Linked DNA regions of Mus musculus: regions 1 and 2 are each linked to region 3. A link is a contact called in public Hi-C and promoter capture Hi-C data. All regions are on one chromosome and are shown on one strand. The core of a region is the stretch at or near the end of the contact, and the rest is flanking DNA. Distances in the headings are between cores, read along the strand shown. Region 1 overlaps Tns3 (tensin 3). Region 2 overlaps Tns3 (tensin 3). Region 3 holds the start of Purb (purine rich element binding protein B).

The links. Promoter capture Hi-C pulls out the DNA fragments that hold promoters and counts their contacts. Hi-C and Micro-C count contacts between places; a contact is called where the count stands out from the background.
Region 1: a contact with region 3 is called in a Hi-C map of myocytes, with 5 times the contacts expected there. The contact joins the enhancer-like site here to the promoter of Purb in region 3. A contact is called at or near these places in 1 of 39 promoter capture datasets (liver) and 1 of 484 Hi-C or Micro-C datasets (myocytes).
Region 2: a promoter capture Hi-C map of stem cell-derived epiblast-like cells shows a contact between it and region 3, with 4 times the contacts expected there. The contact joins the enhancer-like site here to the promoter of Purb in region 3. A contact is called at or near these places in 4 of 39 promoter capture datasets (the 3T3-L1 cell line, 3T3-L1-derived adipocytes, cranial neural crest and 1 more) and 1 of 115 datasets of contacts at active chromatin or transcription factors (astrocytes).

Annotation. Positions count from the first base shown.
Region 1 is chr11:8,441,844-8,445,787 of GRCm38.p6, reverse strand. It overlaps Tns3 (tensin 3), which reads left to right. Exons shown (of 31, transcript NM_001083587.1): 25 at 47-142; 26 at 765-842; 27 at 1,776-1,853. Among named protein-coding and RNA genes, the nearest start is that of Tns3, 220 kb to the left of the region's middle. Within about 2 kb of position 1,902, at least 94 of the 459 cell types and tissues checked have an H3K27ac peak or open chromatin away from gene starts, as enhancers often do. A contact at or near this core is called in liver and myocytes, where this site is marked.
Region 2 is chr11:8,466,976-8,470,850 of GRCm38.p6, reverse strand. All of the region lies in intron 20 of Tns3 (tensin 3), which reads left to right. Among named protein-coding and RNA genes, the nearest start is that of Tns3, 200 kb to the left of the region's middle. Within about 2 kb of position 2,145, at least 263 of the 459 cell types and tissues checked have an H3K27ac peak or open chromatin away from gene starts, as enhancers often do. A contact at or near this core is called in astrocytes and stem cell-derived epiblast-like cells, where this site is marked.
Region 3 is chr11:6,474,768-6,478,231 of GRCm38.p6, reverse strand. Purb (purine rich element binding protein B) reads left to right here and starts at 2,156. Exons shown (of 1, transcript NM_011221.3): 1 at 2,156-3,464. The coding sequence starts at 2,346. The coding sequence ends at 3,320.

The sequences.
Region 1 (3,944 bases), core at 653-3,152, 2.0 Mb before region 3:
TCTTACATTTTAAATTTAAAACAATAAATTTTTATTCTTCCCGCAGCTGGAGATTTGTCCAATGAACTTGTCCGGCATTTCCTGATTGAGTGTACCCCAAAGGGAGTGCGGTTGAAAGGGTGCTCAAATGAACCATATTTTGGTGAGTTACTTGAGAAGCTCTTTTGAATTTCTAGAGCATAGATTCCCTCCTTCAGGTGGCTTGAGATTCGAGGGACTCTGTACCACAATGGGTTTCTCTCCTTTCAGCCCCAGGGTGTCAGGCTGCCACGTGAGGTCTTTAAGATAAGCTGAAGGGGCAGTTGTTCTTTAGAAGCCTTGTCAAAAACCAAATAAACGGAAGGGATCCTCCGAGAGCTAGAATAAGACAAGGTGAAGGTCAGCAGCTGGGTCCCAGCAGGGTTGGAGCGCAGTGTGTCCCCATGCCTCAGGCACAAGGAGGAGGAGCACAGTGCTGCCACCAGAGCTCCCCCTTCTTTGTGAATTGAGAGCCTTCTGGATAGACCGGGGCAGCCTTGTTTCCTACTCGTAAGAAGCGCCCCGGCACTTCGCACTTATAAAGGCCATATGCTTGGCATACACTACAGGTCCCTCCATCACCCTCTTCATTGGCTTGGGCCTTGTCATTCTTGGAGCTTTGAGTCACATCCCACAGTGGTATAAAGGCATGCGTTTTTGGAATTTTGGTCTCAACTGATTCTTTGGTTAAGCACAGAGCAAGTGAAGAGATTGGTGACATTCATTTACTCTTATCCACTTTATAGGGAGCCTGACGGCTTTGGTGTGCCAGCATTCCATTACGCCCTTGGCTTTACCCTGCAAGCTGCTCATTCCGGAGAGAGGTATGTGGAGGAGTTCTCAGTGCTATCTGGCTGCGTGTACGATCTTCTGTACCGCTGATAGCATGCTGTACCCAGGACCCACCTTACAAAATAAACTAAGGTTCTTTTTTTATGACATATACTCTTAAACCCCAAAGAAAACTAGTGGCCACCTGAATTGAGAAAGAAGAATGCCCTGCTGCTGATAATAGCTTTCAGACATTGCCCATCGTGGCCTGTATGGAAGGTGTCCAGAAAACAAAGACTGCTCAGCTTAAAGATGTAAAACACTTGGGGTCTGGAGAGATGGTTCAGTGGTTAAAAGCACTGACTGCTTTCCCAGAGGTCCTGAGTTCAATTCCCAGCACTTACATTAGGCAGCTTACGACCATGTAAAACTGTAGTTGTAGAAGATCTAGTCTCCTTGGGCACCAGACATGTAAAACGTGTACATACATAAGTAGTTATTTTATATACAAACATGTGTGTGTATGAAAAAATATATTTTCTCAGACTAATTTTAAGGTCACTTGCATTATAGATTCACAGTCCTACAAAATGAGAATGATGTTGCTATGGTTAAATTTAGGTCATGAATGAACAAGTCTCTCTACTTTTATATTTGTTAGAAAATACCCACAATAATTTTTTTAAAAATTAATATCCAGGGTGTATAGGGGCCTTACTGTGTGTCCCAGCTTTCCTGTAGGTAAATGTTATTTTATTTATCTTTTAAATTTTGATCACTTATGTAAATGAATTCAGAGACTTGGAACATGTTTTAGGGGCATACCACCTCCATCTGTGTTCAGAATGGGTTACAGTCTCTGTGGGCTGCATGATTGCCTCGCAAGAGAAAGCTCTGTCACCGTCTGGGAATTCTGTCATCAGATTTTCTTTGCCATGTGGACTACTGTGTCAGGAGCTCATGTCTCGTCTCACTCCTTCCTGCAGATCCACTGGAGGAAATAGCAGAAAACTCTCCCCAGACAGCAGCCAACTCTGCAGCCGAGCTGCTGAAGCAGGGAGCAGGTCAGTGGCCGCAGCTTTGGTTTTGTATCTCTGCATCTCCGAGTCACTGGGCGGAACCGAACTCCATGATAGAACTTCCCTTTGGACAGTCATTTCCTGCTTTTCTGGGGACTGTGAAGGAAGTTTCCTTTTATAGCTGCTTGGCACAGCTGGGTGGGGTGCAGCTGTGAGGAGGCATGGCCAGGGCATCAGAGGCTCGGACTCAAACAAGACCAGATTCAGTGGAATAAATAAATGTTAAGGCCCATATTTAGTGTGGGGGGAGGGGTGCGGGAAGGCAGGATGTGGTGACCTGCCTCGCCAGCTGAAAATGTAGAACTGTTCTGGAGCTGTGACTCAACAGTCCCTCAGCCTGAGTCAACTGCTGGACCCACTCTGCCATCTGTGCTGAGACACACCACACTGGGAGACCAGGCCACTTGGGTGAAATCTTTGTAAATAGATTGTACTTCCTAAATCCACTATGGGAAAGTATAGAAGGCAGAGAGATTCCATGTCAATGCTGGCTCTCCATTCACAGTATCCCACACCATAGTGTTACAGCTGATGAGTTGTCTAGTATCTTTGCATTATTAAGTGAAGTCTGTAGTGTATGTAGAGCTCACTCTTTTTATTTAAAAATTATAATGGCTTGAACATTTACATCATCTCTCCCCCACTCCCCCCCCACCCCCACTCCCCACTCCCTGTCATATTCACAGCCCGAATTCTGTATTATACATGCGCATACACACGAGTCTACTGAGTCCATTTAGTGTTTAGCTCATATGTACGTGTGTTTAGGGCTGACCATGTGGGGTTTAATAACTTATCAGGGCACTCACCCATGAAGAAAACTGAGTCTCTCTCTGTCAGCAGCCACTGGTTGCCTCTAGTGCTAAATTTTACAAGGCTCCGCCCAGAAATACAGTGTTCTCTCTCGGTGGCAATGGGCTTGAGAAATATTGGCATTCATTCATGAGTATAATGTCACATGAAGTATTTTCTTCATCTTAAAACTTACCTCTGATCTCCTTACTCACTCCTCCCTCATAGTCAAGATACTCACTGTCACTGATCTTTTTATGGTCGCCATACTGTCAGTTTTCCCAGAATGCTTTATGCTGTAAACACAAGCTATGTAGCATTTCAGGTTGGTTTCTTTCTCTCGGTATAGCCATTCAGCTTCTTCTATGGCTTTCCAGAGATCGGTCGCTTCCTTCCTTGTGTATAGTGCAGGAGATTATATGTGTGTTTGTACAGATCTGTATGCATATACATATGGGTCCCTGAACATGTGTGTGCACATGTGTTCAGAGGCAGAAGTCCATGTTGTATATTTCCTCAAATTTCCCTACACATTATTTTTTATAGCCGTCATTCACCGTACCTGTAGCTCATTGATGTGGCTAGGCTGGCTGGCCAGTGAGCTCTGAGGATCCACTTGCTCTGCCTTCCCAGTCCTGCGATGGTAGCAGTACATCACTGCATTCCACTTGCTGGGGACCTGAACTCTAATCCTCAGGGTCATAGCTTTCACTACAAACCTTTTGCCAACCGAAATATCTCCCCAGCCCTTGGTGAAGCAAAGCTTATTTATGCACACAGCCACTGAAGAATATCTGGGTTGCTTCTAAGTTTTGGCAAGTATGTATAAAGCTTCTAAAAATATCCAAACGCAAGTTTTCAGTTAATACATGTTTCCAACTCCTTTGATTAAATACGAAGGAGCCTGATAGTTAGGTCAGGTGGCACGACTAGTTAGCTTTGAATGAAACCACAGAACTTTTTTGCAAAGTGGCTGTACCATTTTGTATTCCCACCAGCAATGGAGAAGCATCCCCTTGCTCCACATCCTTACTTACATACCTCAGGTGGTGTCACCCTGAAGGATGTTCTCATTCTAACTGATGGATACTGTGTGCCATCTTACTGTTACCTCCCTTGTGACGTACTCTCCAGATAGAATGTCATGGTAAAGAAATATTCTTAATTCCTCTGGATAGTTTCTATTGTTCTAATGTAGGTCTGCTCCGTAAATCTAAGCACATCAATGTGACCATTATAAAATGAAAGAAGACACCCTCATTTATCGTGTGGATGTTCTAGGTT
Region 2 (3,875 bases), core at 896-3,395, 2.0 Mb before region 3:
TTGGGTGTGGGGTGTGTTTTGTTTTAAAGCCTTTCTCTGCAGAATTGTCAGGGAGAATTCTCTTTGGGTCTGCTCAACTGTGGACAGTGGTTTCTCAGACAAACAGGAAAAGGGCATTGGAGTGACTCGGGGTTGTCAGCTATGGTGGTGGTTATTCTGGTGGTTTGGGGGTCCACCTGGCTCTGTCTTGGGGGCAGTTCCTGTAGTTGCAGGTAGGACCTGCAGGTTACATCACCATTGCCCACTTATGTTTCCCAGGGCTGTCAGGTGGGTTGTAAAGAAACCTACAACTTACACACAAAGCACCTGGTTTCTTTTTCTAGGGGAGTGTCCGTCTACACAGTTCCAGCCAGGGCCTGAGCCTTCTAGCTGCACCAGGAGTGCTGTATCACCAGCACTCAGGAGGCTGAGGGGGCTTTCAGTCAGTGATAAGATGTGCCTAAGGTTATGGGTTCATCGTTTGCTTGTTTGTTTTTTAATATTGAGTAGAGTTAAAGGCAAGGCTTTCCCATCAAGGGGCCAATGCATCAGCTCCTCAGTGAGCTTGAGCCCCAGTATGTGGAGCCAGGCTCCAGGTGTCATCCTGCTGGCAAAGGTGAAGGCTGGCTCAGCCCATTCCTGGGGCGGTGGTCCTAACACCTATTTGTGCTCTGCTGTGGTTTTGCTGTCCTCCCATGGGCATCCTGCTGGTTCACAGTGGCTGTCTCTTGTCCAGGTTCTGACCCTGATCCCTAGGGGAAACAGTGGGGTTTCAGAGAATGACTTTCTTCCTAAAGGAAGGAACCCTCCAAGCCATCTCAATCCCTAACACTGCCGCAGATGAGCGGGAGGAGGGGCGGGGGTGATGAGCAAGTCTGTGAGGAGGCCTGCTCAGAGCTGCTTGGGTCATGGCTTTGACACGGTCACAACCCCCAGTCCTCTGGCCTGTGGGTAGACGGGACCCACAGAGGAGTTAGACCTTTTTCTGATGGAAGTCGTGGACTGGAAAGGCTGGTACACCCACCTCACTGAGCCCGCCGCTGATCCTGTTGGGTTGGGGCCAGGCATTTCCGATAGCAGGGATAGCTGTTTTCAGGCATATAAACAACTGGGAGGAAGTGTCTTCTCAGGGGTCTTCCTGGCTGGGCCCTAGACACGTGGCCTGAATGGGCCTGGAATGAGGGCCTCTCCTTATCAAGTTGCTCTTGGGACCTGCGGGGTTGGGCAGGCTTAGATTCAGCAAGATGGTCAGCAAGCTGTGCCGGAAACTTACCTCTGTGCAGAGGCCTGCGATAATGAAGTAAAATCAACACTGGCACATGCTGGCCAGGAAGCAACCCTTGGGGAACATGAGAAACTTCTCTTTGAGACGTTCAGGGAGAATGTTCTAGAAGTTTCTAGAAGCTCACATTTGCAGAGTGAGTGAGACTCTGTTGCCTTCAGTTCATGGTAAAACGTGGAGTGCTGCTGGACAGGCTGTGTTTTAGTGCTCAGGTAATAGACTCTGTATGCTACTTGATGCACAAGAAAATGTCTCAGACTAAAATAGGTACTGGTGTTTGTAAGCAATTTTGAAGGCTGTCGAGAGGTTCAATTGATGTTTTGGGGGGCCCTTCCATATGGGGGAAACACATGAAGGAAATAGGAGGAAGAAGGGGATCTAGATGTAGATGCTTCCCAGAACCTGTTAGTAGAAAGCCCAATGAAACAGGCTGGTTCCTGATCAGTTTCTGTTGGTTCCCACTGCAGCCAGGAGGAAAATCTGCAGTTGAGCAGATACTGAGGAGTGGGTTTCCGCAGCTGAAGTCTCCTGGCTGCCTTGTGTAGGGCTGTGGTGAAGGCTTTGTTGGGGCGAGGCGATCCCCTTCTACCAGGAAAGGAATCTGTGGCTCAGCGTCACAGAGTCAAACCCCACTGGCTTTTTCCTCCTGCGTCCTCAGGTTGCCGCGAAGGGCAGGTGTGGGGCGTGGCTGTTTGTCCTGCCCCTTGTCTCCGCTGGGTGTCCCTGGTCTCGGCGGCGTGGTTTTAAGTTGTGGTGGGTTTTGGCCGGGAAGTTTTTCCGAACTTGAAGGGGGAGGAGGAAGAAGGGAAGCAGAATGGAAAGGAAGCGAACTGCAGCAGAGAGCAGGCGGGGCCAAGTCTGGAGGCACTGACTGGGCAGGCGGCCCGCAGCAGCCCGCGGCCGCCCAACAATCCCGGGATTCTTTCCTGCGACCTACTCTCCCGCTGCCCTCTGAATGGGCCTCTTTGGAGGTGGCAGCCCCGCCTCTCGCCCTGACTCCCCCGGGGACTGGCAGAACACTGAGCCCTCCCAGGGTGGGTGGGGGACGCCATTGGGCCGGACTCAGCACCCGGGGCTGCTGGGGACAGACCCTGCAGAGTGCCTTTAACAAGGCTCACAGATTCTAGGCCCTTCCATGGACTGACCGGACCCCAGGTGCCCAGGTAAGCCAACAGCTGGCCTCGTGGCTTCTCCAGGAGCTATTTCTGTGTCCCTGGTGTCTCTGAGCTCTGGTTCCTTTGGGCACATCCAGTTGCTGAAACCTGATCTGGGATGTGGGGGAGGGTAGTGGTGGGAGTAGGGAGGAGGAGACAGACAGACCCAGTGCCAATGGCCAGGACACCTAGGTGAACTGGGGCATGGAAAGATAGCCAGACAGTTTTCTGTTCTGAGTTCCCTTATCACTTAGTGGCGTTTCTCAAGTCTCTTAGGGACCGTCTTTCAGGGGAGGCACGCTTTCTAACTTTGTGGAGCTCCTTAGGGATGAACAAAAGCCTGGTTTGAATGTGTGCCGCTTTCTGTGCACTCTTCTGCCCAAACTGATGATCGTGGGCCTGCCCCTTTCTCTCTGTCACAGCCCAACCCATAGCCCTCAGGAGAGTGTTCCCCGAGCAGCTTCCCCAGAGGGCAGTTGTTTCCACTAAAGAGGCAGGCAGCCTGTGGAGCAGATGCTGGGATTTTTAATGAGGCTCCCTCATCTCTTCTATGCTTGGAGCCTGCAAAGGTAGCATTTCTAAGCAAATCCATGAACACTGAAACAAAACAGGCATTGACTGGACTGATGTGCTCAGATTCCGGCAGAGCTTCTGCAGCCGGGGTGACTGGTACCTTAGCTGTCCTTCCCTCCTGGGATAGGACTGGGGTTGCCTCCCCCACATGTCGGGTAGGAGAATCTTAGGGCTGTGAGTGGCTAGGGAGGAAGAATGTGGTCTCTTGCAGCATCTGTTGATCCTTACAGATACAAGGCTGTGCGCTACAGCTCACATCACGGGGCAGATCGTACTCTCGAGAGAAAGCCCTTGCATAAGCCCCATGACAAGCCCCGGCAGGTTAGGGTCTGCCCCATGCTTGTAAGTTTTATGTGTTGTAAAACTTCCTGGTTGTAAGTTTTATGTGTTGTCCCTTCTAAGAGCCAGAGATATTTTAAGTCAAATGCTTTTTCAAAAGCTTCCTGTTCTTCTAATGGAATCCATATAAAACCATCATTTTCCATGAATCCCATATGTCTGTCAGTAGATTCAAAGTTGGCCGCCTCGGATGGAAATGTTTTCCTAGTCTTAGGTGAGATGCGAAGTGTCTCCATCTGTCTGCATTGGCACCGAGCTCATGTTTACCACCAGCCTAGGTGGAACCTATGGTATGGAGTTTCTGGGGACCCTTTCTGTGTTCTGAGCACAGCAGCCAGGCTATAAATTCTCACCGAGAACCATGCAGCTTCCCTTGGCTCTGAGCAAGCCTGTACAGCAGGCTCCTTGTCATTTGCATGTGCGTGCGTGTGGAGGAGGCAGCTCCAGCGGTGGGCTGCAGAATCAGAGACCTTGATGATACTGATGGGAGACAAGGTTCCTGTTGACTTCCTGTGAACCAGCTTCCCTCCCTCACTGTTTAAGAATCT
Region 3 (3,464 bases), core at 907-3,406:
AAGTTTGGTGCTGGGTTATTAAAGAGCCCAAGCCCCTGACCAGGCTTATCTGCTAGCATTATTCTCATTCTCTGATCACCAGAGCCCTCAGCTCCAATTACCACCTACTTTTTTTTTTCCCTCTTGTCTCCATATAGTTGTAATATTCTGACCCAAAGACCACAGTCTCCCCACTCCCCAACCAGCACTGCCCAGCCACTAAGAGTCTGAAAATGTGGGCCTGTTTTACAACATAGTCACTGCTTATAATCAAGAGTTTGTGCTGGGTCTCACTGTAGACCACCCACACTCTCCTTTGCCCTGGGTCACTTTCTTGAAGTACAAAACTAGGGAGCTGGTGAGATGGCTCAGTGGATAAGAGCATTGACTGCCCTTCCAAAGTCCTGAGTTCAAATCCCCAGTAAACACATGGTGGCTCACAACCACCTGTAATGAGACCTGATGCCCTCTTCTGGTGTGTCTGAAGACAGCTACAGAGTACTTACATATAATAAATAAATAAATCTTTTAAAAAAAAGTACAAAACTAGAAAATGACTCCTGTTTATACAGTTTATGGTGGCCCCTGTCCACTGAATCAAGGATCTCTCCTAGCCACCAGAGAACAGCTGCGCCCAGTTCCACTGTTCACAGACCCTAGGCCCCAGCCAAACTGCACAACTCACCATCTGGAGACATATGTTCCTCTGCCCAAAATAACCTACCCTATCTCCACCTGTTAACATCTATCCTCCAAGGATTACCCAATACATAGTACTGGGACAATGGGTTAGTCATTTGAAGGAAATTCCTTAGATTCTTTACTTCATCCCAGACATCATGATATATTTCAGATAAACATAGTCCTATACTTAAAAATCAAACCATAAAACCACTCAAAAATATGTCCTTACTAAAAAATTACAAGAGAAGACTCTAGGCTTAGATGCAAATGAAATTTCAGCGGAAACAAAATAACAAAGCTGGCCCATCAGGCAGAATACAGGCTAGAGGGGCGGTTAACTGCTCATCACACAAGCATTAAGACACAAGCTTGAAAACCTAGCAGCTGCATAAAAGAGCAGGGTGCAGCAGGGGGTGGGGGTGGGGGATCCCTAGGGCTCACTGACAGCCAGTTTAGATCAATTCAGTGAGCTCTAAGTTCAGCCAGAGACCCACTCACAAAAAATACGGTGGAGAGTAACACAAACACTCTATTTCCGGCCTCCACATACACGTACATGTATAGCCACACAGAAACAAATTTAAAACACTTTAGGGCTGGAGAGATGGCTCAGTGGGTAAGAGCACCCGACTGAAGGTCCAGAGTTCAAATCCCAGCAACCACATGGTGGCTCACAACCATCCGTAACAAGATCTGACTCCCTCTTCTGGTGTGTCTGAAGACAGCTTCAGTGTACTTACATATAATAATAAATAAATCTTTAAAAAAAAAAAAACAACACTTTAGAGGAACCTGGTTAACGAATATTAAACTGATGCAAGAACTCAAGTTTAAGCCAATATAGCTTAGTGAGATCCTATCATTAAAAACACCCAATTGTAAAAAAAAAAAAAACCCAAAAGTTATTTGTGTGAACTCCATTCAGGGAGTTTATAAAATAAGATGGTATTCTGGTTTCTTTGTTTTAGAAACACGGGCTTATTTACTGAAGGATTGCTAGATCCAATCGTTAGGAGTCCGACTTAATCAGTGTACTCGTCCCTGAGGATTAATAATCTAGTAGCATTAGTGAGAAGTAGGATCTCACTGGAGAAAACAGGTTACTGGGGTATGCTCTGGAAAGATCCCTAGCCCCTGGCCCTTTCCTGTCTCTCTGCTTTCCCAGGCGCCAGGAGGTGATTGGCTCCACTGTTGAATAATTCATGTGCTTCTCGGCAAAACGTTCTGCCTTCCCACAGCCCCAAAGCAACAGAGTCATCTAGTCACACACTAAACCCTCTGAAACCGGGAGCGTCAGTAAAGCATCAAGAAAGAGGACCCCAAAACCAGCGGACAGAAACATAGGCTCGCCCGGGGTAGCCGCAGAACGCCTTGCCGGCGCGGCCAGCGACGTCACCTCTGCGCCCCGCCGGCGTGGTGTGTGTGGGTCTTCCGGCCGGGAGGCGGCGGCGGGCGGGGCGGAGTGACGTCACGGGAGGCGCGCGCCGGAAGCGGGCCGTGCCGCACGGAAGCCGCGGGGGCGGGGCGCGGAGGCGATGGGGGGCGGCGGCGACCGGCGATGAGCGGCGGGCGCGCGTGAGGAGCCGGCGGGCGAGGCTGGGGGGCCCCGGAGCGCGAGCCGCAGGGCGGAGGGCGGGGGCGCGAGCGCAGCGGGCGGCGGCGGCGAGGCGGCGGCCGAGAAGATGGCGGACGGCGACAGCGGCAGCGAGCGCGGCGGTGGCGGCGGCGGCGGCGGCGGGCCCGGCGGCTTCCAGCCCGCGCCCCGCGGCGGCGGCGGCGGCGGTGGCGGGCCGGGCGGCGAGCAGGAGACGCAGGAGCTGGCCTCGAAGCGGCTGGACATCCAGAACAAGCGCTTCTACCTGGACGTGAAGCAGAACGCCAAGGGCCGCTTCCTCAAGATCGCCGAGGTGGGCGCGGGCGGCTCCAAGAGCCGCCTCACGCTGTCGATGGCGGTGGCCGCCGAGTTCCGCGACTCGCTGGGCGACTTCATCGAGCACTACGCGCAGCTGGGTCCCAGCAGCCCCGAGCAGCTGGCGGCGGGCGCCGAGGAGGGCGGCGGGCCGCGCCGCGCGCTCAAGAGCGAGTTCCTGGTGCGCGAGAACCGCAAGTACTACCTGGACCTCAAGGAGAACCAGCGCGGCCGCTTCCTGCGCATCCGCCAGACGGTGAACCGCGGCGGCGGCGGCTTCGGCGGGGGGCCCGGGCCCGGCGGCCTGCAGAGCGGCCAGACCATCGCGCTGCCCGCGCAGGGCCTCATCGAGTTCCGCGACGCGCTCGCCAAGCTCATCGACGACTACGGGGGCGACGAGGACGAGCTGGCCGGCGGCCCGGGAGGCGGCGCCGGCGGCCCCGGGGGCGGCCTGTACGGAGAGCTCCCGGAGGGCACCTCCATCACCGTGGACTCGAAGCGCTTCTTCTTCGACGTCGGCTGCAACAAGTACGGGGTGTTCCTGCGAGTGAGCGAGGTGAAGCCGTCCTACCGCAATGCCATCACCGTGCCCTTCAAGGCCTGGGGCAAGTTTGGAGGCGCCTTCTGTCGGTATGCAGATGAAATGAAAGAGATCCAGGAGCGACAGAGGGATAAGCTTTACGAGCGACGCGGCGGGGGCAGCGGTGGCGGCGACGAGTCGGAGGGTGAGGAAGTGGATGAGGATTGAAGCAGGCAGCTTCCCGTACCGGCCTCCCCCAACCCCACCACCATCCCCTTGGCTAGAGAGCGCCCTTTCCTTCTCGTCCCCAGTGAGCTAGTGGAGAGGGATCAGGGGAGGCCGCAGACGAAGAAAACAAAAAAAAAAATAAAA